Regions from separate parts of the Hordeum vulgare genome. Here all the other regions are linked to region 1. The links are chromatin contacts, called in public Hi-C maps. All regions are on one chromosome and are shown on one strand. The core of a region is the stretch at or near the end of the contact, and the rest is flanking DNA. Distances in the headings are between cores, read along the strand shown. Region 1 holds the start of LOC123444362 (phosphatidylglycerophosphate phosphatase PTPMT2-like). Region 2 has its middle 120 kb from the start of LOC123444359. Region 3 holds the start of LOC123444364.

Region 1 (2,700 bases), core at 118-2,617:
CTTGACAAATATCTTCGAGGGATGGTGCGAAGAGGTAGTCTCTTGTGGCAATCACAAGGTGATCAATCCCATGGGCCTGGAAAAAGAAGGTGCGTTACTCATCAGTACATATTTGTTTTGCTATAATTGAAAAAAAAACAGTAGAATGATGGGGGATGCCTGCAAATCAACCACAATATGGATGGAATTGCACTTATTAATTCAAATTCAAAATGCAAATAAAATCACACAACAATGGAATCAACTAATGTAAAATTTACCTGGTACAAGGACATTGGCACCAGAGTCTCATAAGGCTCATTCAATGTTACAACTCCCTGAACTCCAAGTTGCTTCAAACGTGGAACATCACTTGGGAAAGGAACGGCTCCTAGCAAAATACACTGCACATGGAGGTTGGACAAATTAGGCGGTCGGTCTTTGTAGCAGAGACAAGTCACAGTATACACATCAAAATACTAAAATGCGCAAAGCAAAAATCACAACACCTAAGAACAGCAATCAAGGCATGCTATCTAGGGATGCATGCGTCCTTTCAGCTTGGAGCGTCACTGCGCCAGAGGCAATCATGGAACCAGTCAAGCAGATGTAAACCTTATATAGAAGCCCCAAGTATAGATGGCACTACCCAAAAAGTATAGATGGCACCGAAAAATCCCTGATGAAAAACCGGTGCTCAAAAATCACACCCTTCACCAGTTTACAAAAGTGACATCCTATCATCCAATCCTATGAACGGCAGGTAGACCAATTTATCGAACAAGAATCGCTCAATACTACTCCATATGCATACACTATGGGCATATAATCCCAAACAAAGTACGTAATCAGGAAATCCGCTTAAAGGCAGGGTCAGCACCTGGTCGACGCGGTCCCACCACCGGAACTCGGCCTCGAATTGGTTGCGCAGGACGTTGTAGAGGAGCGTCGGGTAGAAGAGCACCCTGGCCCCGGCGCCGACGAGCGCGCGCTTGGCCCTCAGCCGCACGACCTCTCCGCCCCCGCCACCGGCGCAGGCCTCCTCCTGCTCCTCCCCCTCCACCGGCCTCCCGTCGCCGTCCCCCAGCTCGCGAATCCTCATGCGCCTCCCCTCCTCTCCCGAAACAGCCCGAGGCCCCGACCCTACGCGCCCGCCGGGACGCCTCCCGAAACCAGCAGATCCGCGGGGGGGCTTTGAGGGGGGAGGTTCGCGGATCGAGAGGCGTGGCGGCTCGGGCTTCTGCTCTGAGGAGGAGACGCGAGAAATGGGAAGAGTGTGGGCTGTGGGGACAAAACCTCAGGAGAAGGCTGCGGGGACGAAAACAGGTGGCGAGTCTGCTGAATCGGATCCAGGGGAGGTGGAGGGGGCTGATGGTCCGGGCTTTGGGTGGGTTGTTTGTTGGTTGGTGGGATTTATTGGTGGACAAAACGTGGGTGCGTTTATCTCCGCAGGTCCTTCCACGCTCGAGTAATTGCGCGTTTTCATCAGAAACAGTTCTGAGCAGCGTGCTCCTTTTCTTTCTTGGTAGTAGTAGGTGCAACAGATCTTCAAAGCTTTCTTCGTTACTCCATGTATGATGTGTGTTGTGTACACTCTAAAAGGACACAACTCCTATAAAAACATGTTATTTCCACAGAGCAATTACATGTATATTTGTAGTCTGGAGCGAAACCTTTGAAGGTGTTAACTTACGGAAAAAAAAGGCATTATCCTATCAAACGAGAAATGGTGCACTTGTAAACAATGCGAACAATTGGGCATGCTAAGCAAGCAATCTTCTTTTGACGAATTGTTTGCTTGAATGTCGCTAACAAGCTTATATGGTATTATCTTACCTGCAACTTTCATGATTTATTTTACCCAGAGCTTTTATGATTTTATTAACCGGGTGACAATTTCTTTTACAGGGATAATGGAGTGACGATAATTCTTCATATGTTCATTGACGAGCACGAGTCAAGAATAACACATCCACGAAAACATATAAAACTTCACACATCGGCGAGGAACAAGGCAAAGGGTTGTTGGTGACAAGGACTTGCATTTGACCTAGATCATATCCCCCATCAACGGAGCTATGGAAGCGTTCGGAAGAATGTAAAGTTGGCACCACAGAACGGATCATGACATTGCCTCACAGCTTACACAAGGCGCTCATGAACACTATACCAACCTAACCCGACTATATAAAAGTATAATATAACAAGAAAATAAAGACCAGTTCGAAAGCCACCTTGTAATAAACGGAGAGGGGCACGGAGACCATTACGGGAGAAGGAAAGGGTGCGGACGGGAAACCGCCTGCCTAATCGCGCACCAATAATCCCAGGCGCGGTGAAGCGCCCAGTCACCGCCCGAAACGGCCGGATTCTCGTCGGAGCCCAGCCGCGCGATTTCCCGCGTCCGGGAGCGAGAAAACGGCCGTTGGTTTTGGAGGGCCGTGGAACGAGTGGACCGCGGCGAGCTGGCGTCGTCAGTGGTGCTGGTGGGGCGTCACGCGGCTCGTATCGTACGCGTGCGCTGCCCCCTCGTCGCGCCGGCCGCCCGTTTCCTGCTTTGCTGTGGGCTCCACGTGGGCGGTGCCCGGTTGGACGCATCCTACTGTTCGATGATGCTGTGCGTGGGCGGTGGGCCCACGGCGGCTCGGGTCCTTGCGAGCGATCATGGCGTGTGTGGCCCATGTGCGTTGTGACTCTGGTGACTGGTGGGTCCGCTACACT
Region 2 (2,700 bases), core at 197-2,696, 170 kb after region 1:
TCTTCACCTCTGACGCACACTGAATATAACTCGATCAACTGGAATAACTTGAAAGTTTATTTGGATGGCAGAGAGTAACATCGACATGGAACAAGGTGAAGATCACGGACAGAATGTGGGCAAGGCTGCTGTCTTCAACAAACCAGCCGAGCTTCCTGAGCGAGGAGGATATCATCGAGGCAAGAGAGGCCGAAAGGTTGGCCAATAGGCTATCTCTATCTGTTCCTGCGGGCAGCAGCGAGCACGGGGAGCATGCGAAGAAGTACTCTGGGTCGGTATTAGCAAATGGTGAGAAATAGTACCAGTAAAGTTTTCACTTTGGCAAATTTTCCATGGTTCCTGCGGTTGTACAGTAGCAACCGTTGCGGTCTGAGCCCTTGTTTCACACGGTTTTGCGTGTTGACACGAATCCTGCTGATGTAGAGTGACTAATAAACAGACGCTACTGTGGTGTTTTCATCATAACATGTGGAGGGCTCGAGTTAGCTGTGGCGGACGCCAAAATCTGCCCTTGCTAGTTTTCTCTTTCTTAAAGCAAATTCATACCCATATTCTTCGGTCGTTCTGAGAGACGGTGCAGGTGAAATGCTCATCGTGTCAATCGGTTTGCATTATACGGAGTACTAGTAGTTCCCAAGAAGCAACGATCGGCGCACGTTCCGTCCCTGCATCTCTGACCTGTGACGGCGATGTTTTGCCGTTGTTCGAAATTCCACCTCAGGCCGTGAGACCGTCGGCACTTGAACGGGACCTGGCCTCGGGCTCTCACGTGTTACCGGCGTCAGCGGGTCCGTATGATTCAGTTGTCGATGGTTTATCCTGTTTGACACCTTTACGTTTTGCATGAAGGCTCCGGCGATGCGCAAGGAGCACCCACGTTGACGTTGTCACCGCCGCACCAACCTCAGCCTGCCGCAGCCATTACGGTTGCCGCACCGTCGTCGTCCGCGGCAGCTGCCACGGACAGCGTGACGGTAATCGACTCCGATGAGGACGACAGCGACGCAACCGGGCCTCGGGAAGAGGAGCTGGAACGAGAGACCGGAGCATGGCAAGAGGCCGAGGAAGCTGACCGGAAACGGGAGGAGAGGCCTATGCAGCCGGAGACGCCGGAGCGTATGGCACCGCCGCCGGGAACCGCGTTGCACGCGGGTGCTGACGGTGACGGGACGGCGGCCGAGGACGTGGACGCGTTCAAGCCCGACGACGGCTGCACCACGACCCCGCCACCGCAGCAGGACGACCGCGTGGCGGCGAGCACGGGCGGCGAGCGGGCGGGCGTGGCCGCCGGCAGGTCGAGGCTGCTCGCGTTCCGGTCGTTCGCGCGGGGCAAGAAGGGCAGCAAGTCAGGGGAACACCTGCCGGCGCACGGTAAGGCGTGGGAGGAGGCCGGTGCGGACGACAAGGACAAGGGCCAGGCGAGGTGGACAAGGTTTTGGAAGTGAACGTGCCGTGCTGTCTGCCGTCGTGCCGTACGTGCGGCGAGTCGGAGTCAGCGTCGCGCGTCGCGGTGCGTTCAACCGTTGGGTGCGTTTTCATTGGTTTATAATAAACCCATGTTGTAAGAGCATCTCCAATAACACGTGTATATTTAAATGTTTATATGTTTATATAGATAGTGATTTTTTTTTTCATATACACGTCTAATTTTACAACAGAACGTTTATATATAAAATCTTTTTCCTATATTTTAATATTATTTTATAACTATCAATTCAACTATCATTTTATATCCTCCAATGGCTCTATTCCAACGGCTCTGTTTCAATGGCTCTATTCCAGGTCTATATATAACACCTATTCTCACATCTCTTAAATCATTCCACCTTGTGCTTCTCTGATCTCTCTTTCAAGTCTTGTGTCTTCTTTCCTACAACACAATGAGTGAAACAGAATTCGTTTTGGATATGCTCATGAATTCGTCGTCTCGCCTTCATGGGACGATGACGAACTAATTCTTGCAGCATTTGCGGAGTGCAAGGAGGAAGAGGAGGCGAATGCTCGACGTCACGGCGGTTCGACGCTGGGGCGGCGATATTTGTATCACGGAAGAGATGTCGGATTTGTTCTACTCTGGAATGACTACTTCAAAGAAAATCCAACCTTTTCCGAAAGTTATTTTCGTCGAAGGTTAGTATTACAACATTATTCTCTATCTGCCTATTTGTCATCTCCCTATTTCATATTTGTTTATTCACACAGGTATATAATGTCTCATAATTTGTTTAATCACATAGCTGAAGCAGTACTTGAGCATGATAGTTATTTTAAGCAAAAAAGAAATTCTGCTGGAGCTCTTGGGTTGCATCTTGTACAAAAGATGACAGCCGCAATGCAACTACTAACTTATGGATATGCTGTTGATGCCGCGGATGAGTATTGTCGCTTAGGAGAATCTACTAATCTAGCAACCTGCAAAAAGTTTGTGATAGCTATTTATGAAGTCTTTGGGGACCAATATATGAGATCTCCAAATGAAGAAGATACTGCTAGATTACTTGAGTTAGGGGAGCAAAGAGGTTTTCCTGGTATATTAGGATGTATAGATTGCATGCATTGGACTTGGAAAAATTGTCCTAAAAAATGGCATGGCATGTTTAAAGGTCGTGTGAATAAGCCCACAATGATTTCGGAGGCAGTTGCTTCGAAGGATCGTTGGATTTGGCATGCATTCTTTGGTTTACTAGGATCTCTCAATGA
Region 3 (2,700 bases), core at 145-2,644, 220 kb before region 1:
GCTGAAACACATTATATCGTTGTGAGATCCGATCATGCCAAAGAAAGAGTGCTAAATCCAGAGATCTTGTGAAGCAACGACCAAGTATGACACTGTAAGCACGGACATGGCCCTTATACTGCCCCTGCCAAGCAGAACGACAATTTTTACTTTGAACGCATGCAATTTATGCTATCAAGCATCCCTGGGACCCCGTGCTGGCATTTATCGCCAACAACCGTGTTGTATCATCGACAGTTGACTTTTCCAAGTACTCCAGCCAAACACAACTATGTAAGCCCTTCAGAACCTATACATGAACTCAAGGCAGGTGGACTCACTCATTCGTACATGCTCATTAATGAGATCAACGAAAACTCAGTATGCAAGCATCAGAATGGCAGTAGTGCATTTTTGATAAGAGGAGAAGCCCATCTTTCCAAAGGCATATGTCTTGCACTCGAAATAGTTATCGTGCCCCCCCCCCCCCACCCCATCCCAAATACGATAGAACACATGCCTAGCCATACAGAAACGACGTTGAAATATGTGATGTTTGAAGAGCGGGTTGGGGTTCTCAAAGTACTCGTTCCAAAGTAAGAAATGACCACTATTCCAACTGCGGTTTAACGCTGGCGTGTACCCCGGTATCGAGCACCTAAACAATGTACGCTGCATGCTTAGGTGGTCGTGGACGACCAATGTAGCTGCCACGATCTTCTCATCATTAGATGAAGAATCATCTGAATCCCAAAGAACATTGTAAAAAAGAACTCGTCGTCGGAATCCATTTGTACCTTGCGGGCAAACCGACGAACAACTTGCGGACGTCCTGGAAGAAGCCGGTCGGTGAAGAGCCTCACACCCTACCGAGGCAAGGTAGGAACTGGGTGGCGGCACAGGTAGATGAGGCGACCGGGAGGGTGACCTTTCTATGAACGAATGACTGACGGCATCGGCGGAACTCGGCGGCTACGGCGAGAGGTGGTTGGGGGGGGGGGGGGGAGTGAGTCGAAGACAATGGGAGAAAGAAAAAAGGGGCCTACGTGCCACCGACTGTCGGGTCGGAGGAAAAGGACAGGCGTCGTGCGCGTTCATTTCGTGTCTGGCCGACGAAATGCGGCCCAAATATTAATCAGGAACGAGAAACGGACGTGCGTCCGTTTAAACCACCACGTTGCACCGAGTTTTATATCCACGACGATTCAATCGGATACATGCGGATAGTCCGGTTGGAGTTGCTCCAACTTGCGCAACGCAAACACACCGGAACGGACCAACGGTGACGTCACCGACCTCGTGTGGCGCTCGCGTTCGGTTTCGTGGTAGTACGAGTACTAGTCAAAGCGCACTAGCACGACGCCGAGCGTTATCCCAAATTCCCAATCGCCTCAGCTGCGGCTCTATATATGTCCGCCCCCCCTGCCAGATTGTAGAGGTCGTGAAACAGAGCAAGCAAGAGCAACAGCAACAGCAAGCATATCTTCGTTACCCTTCTACTACTTGAGGCCCGCCCGTCCATTGTCTTACCAGAAGCCGAGAAACTTGCAACCATGGGCAGATCTGCTGGAGCTCCTCAGGTCCTCTCGGCGCACCAGGAAGACGAGGACCTGTTCGAGACCTCCTCCTCCTTCTCCTGCGACTCCGACGACGAGGCACAGTTCTCGGACGGCGAGGACCAGTTCGTGCCGGCCTCCCCGCCGGCGCGGCGACTGAACTCCGACGGCGTCTACGATCTGTCGTCCATCAAGGCCGAGCTCTCCGTCAAGTAAGTTCCTCAGGAAACACCTTCCTTCTTCATGTATCAACAGAGTAGCAAAATGGAAGTTTTTCCTGACCGTGCTGATCTTCTCTCTTTGCAGGAAAGGGGGGTTGTCCAAGTACTACGACGGCAAGTCCCAGTCCTTCGCGTGCATGTCGGAGGTGAGGTGCCTGGAGGACCTGCCCAAGAAGAGACCCTACAACAAGAAGATGAAGCCATGCCGGAGCCACGTCGAGATCGACGGTGACCAGAGAGCTTGCCCCGCGCCTGGTTCTAACAACAGCAGCAAGGTAGTCGCCAAGCCGACCTCCGGGAGCTCCTGCGCAAACCTGATGATGGCGCGGAGCGGCAGCTCCAGCATGCTCTACAGGCCTCCCGCCATCCCCGTCAACAAGAGCGCCTGCCATCAGTAGGGAGGGAGGGTTCGCGGTTGAGACTCAGAGTGTCTGTCCAGGGCTGGCTTCGCGTCTCTTCTTTGTTCCTTGAGGATGGGGATTTTTCTTGGCGGGCCTATTAGCCTGTCAAATGTAAAGAGGCTTCTGCATCCATGTTGTTCGAGAAGGAATTGATTGATCCAGTGTGTAAATAGAGAGACCAGTTGTATACCAAACATTCCTTCTGATTAACGAAGATTATCTGAGATCCGAATTCTGAGTGTCCAAGCCATGGTACATGATCTAAGATCATGCTGGTTATTTCTCAACATAACAAGGGGTACAAAGTAGCATGGCTAAAACAGAGAGCATCCCTTGGTTACCAGAGATTGAAGAATGTTTTACAGATATTCCCAGTGGAAAAAAGAATGGCGTGTCTCCACCGATTGCCAACCAACCAAAAAATGGCTCTGCCTGATGCTTTCAAGTGTTAAAACTCTTTGCGGGTACTGTGACTGTGACCACAACCCTGAATGATCTTGTCGATAGATGTTTGAACAAAACTTGTTATTTGGCAACAACACT

Evidence for each region. A called contact is a pair of places that touch in the nucleus more often than the background predicts.
Region 2: a Hi-C map of leaf shows a contact between it and region 1, with 7 times the contacts expected there. The contact joins the enhancer-like site here to the promoter of LOC123444362 in region 1. A contact is called at or near these places in 2 of 6 Hi-C or Micro-C datasets (leaf and seedling).
Region 3: a contact with region 1 is called in a Hi-C map of seedling, with 2.1 times the contacts expected there. The contact joins the promoter of LOC123444364 here to the promoter of LOC123444362 in region 1. A contact is called at or near these places in 4 of 6 Hi-C or Micro-C datasets (leaf and seedling) and 1 of 1 datasets of contacts at active chromatin or transcription factors (embryo).

The regions. Positions count from the first base shown.
Region 1 is chr3H:477,922,400-477,925,099 of MorexV3_pseudomolecules_assembly, reverse strand. LOC123444362 (phosphatidylglycerophosphate phosphatase PTPMT2-like) reads right to left here and starts at 1,367. Exons shown (of 6, transcript XM_045121052.1): 1 at 860-1,367; 2 at 261-383; 3 at 1-76. The coding sequence starts at 1,081.
Region 2 is chr3H:477,748,622-477,751,321 of MorexV3_pseudomolecules_assembly, reverse strand. It overlaps the pseudogene LOC123444361. Among protein-coding and RNA genes, the nearest start is that of LOC123444359, 120 kb to the right of the region's middle. Within about 2 kb of position 1,446, at least 1 of the 3 cell types and tissues checked has open chromatin away from gene starts, as enhancers often do. A contact at or near this core is called in leaf, where this site is marked.
Region 3 is chr3H:478,142,594-478,145,293 of MorexV3_pseudomolecules_assembly, reverse strand. LOC123444364 reads left to right here and starts at 1,394. Exons shown (of 2, transcript XM_045121054.1): 1 at 1,394-1,747; 2 at 1,842-2,389. The coding sequence starts at 1,533. The coding sequence ends at 2,154. It overlaps LOC123444363 (endoribonuclease YBEY, chloroplastic-like), which reads right to left. Exons shown (of 12, transcript XM_045121053.1): 12 at 2,343-2,700.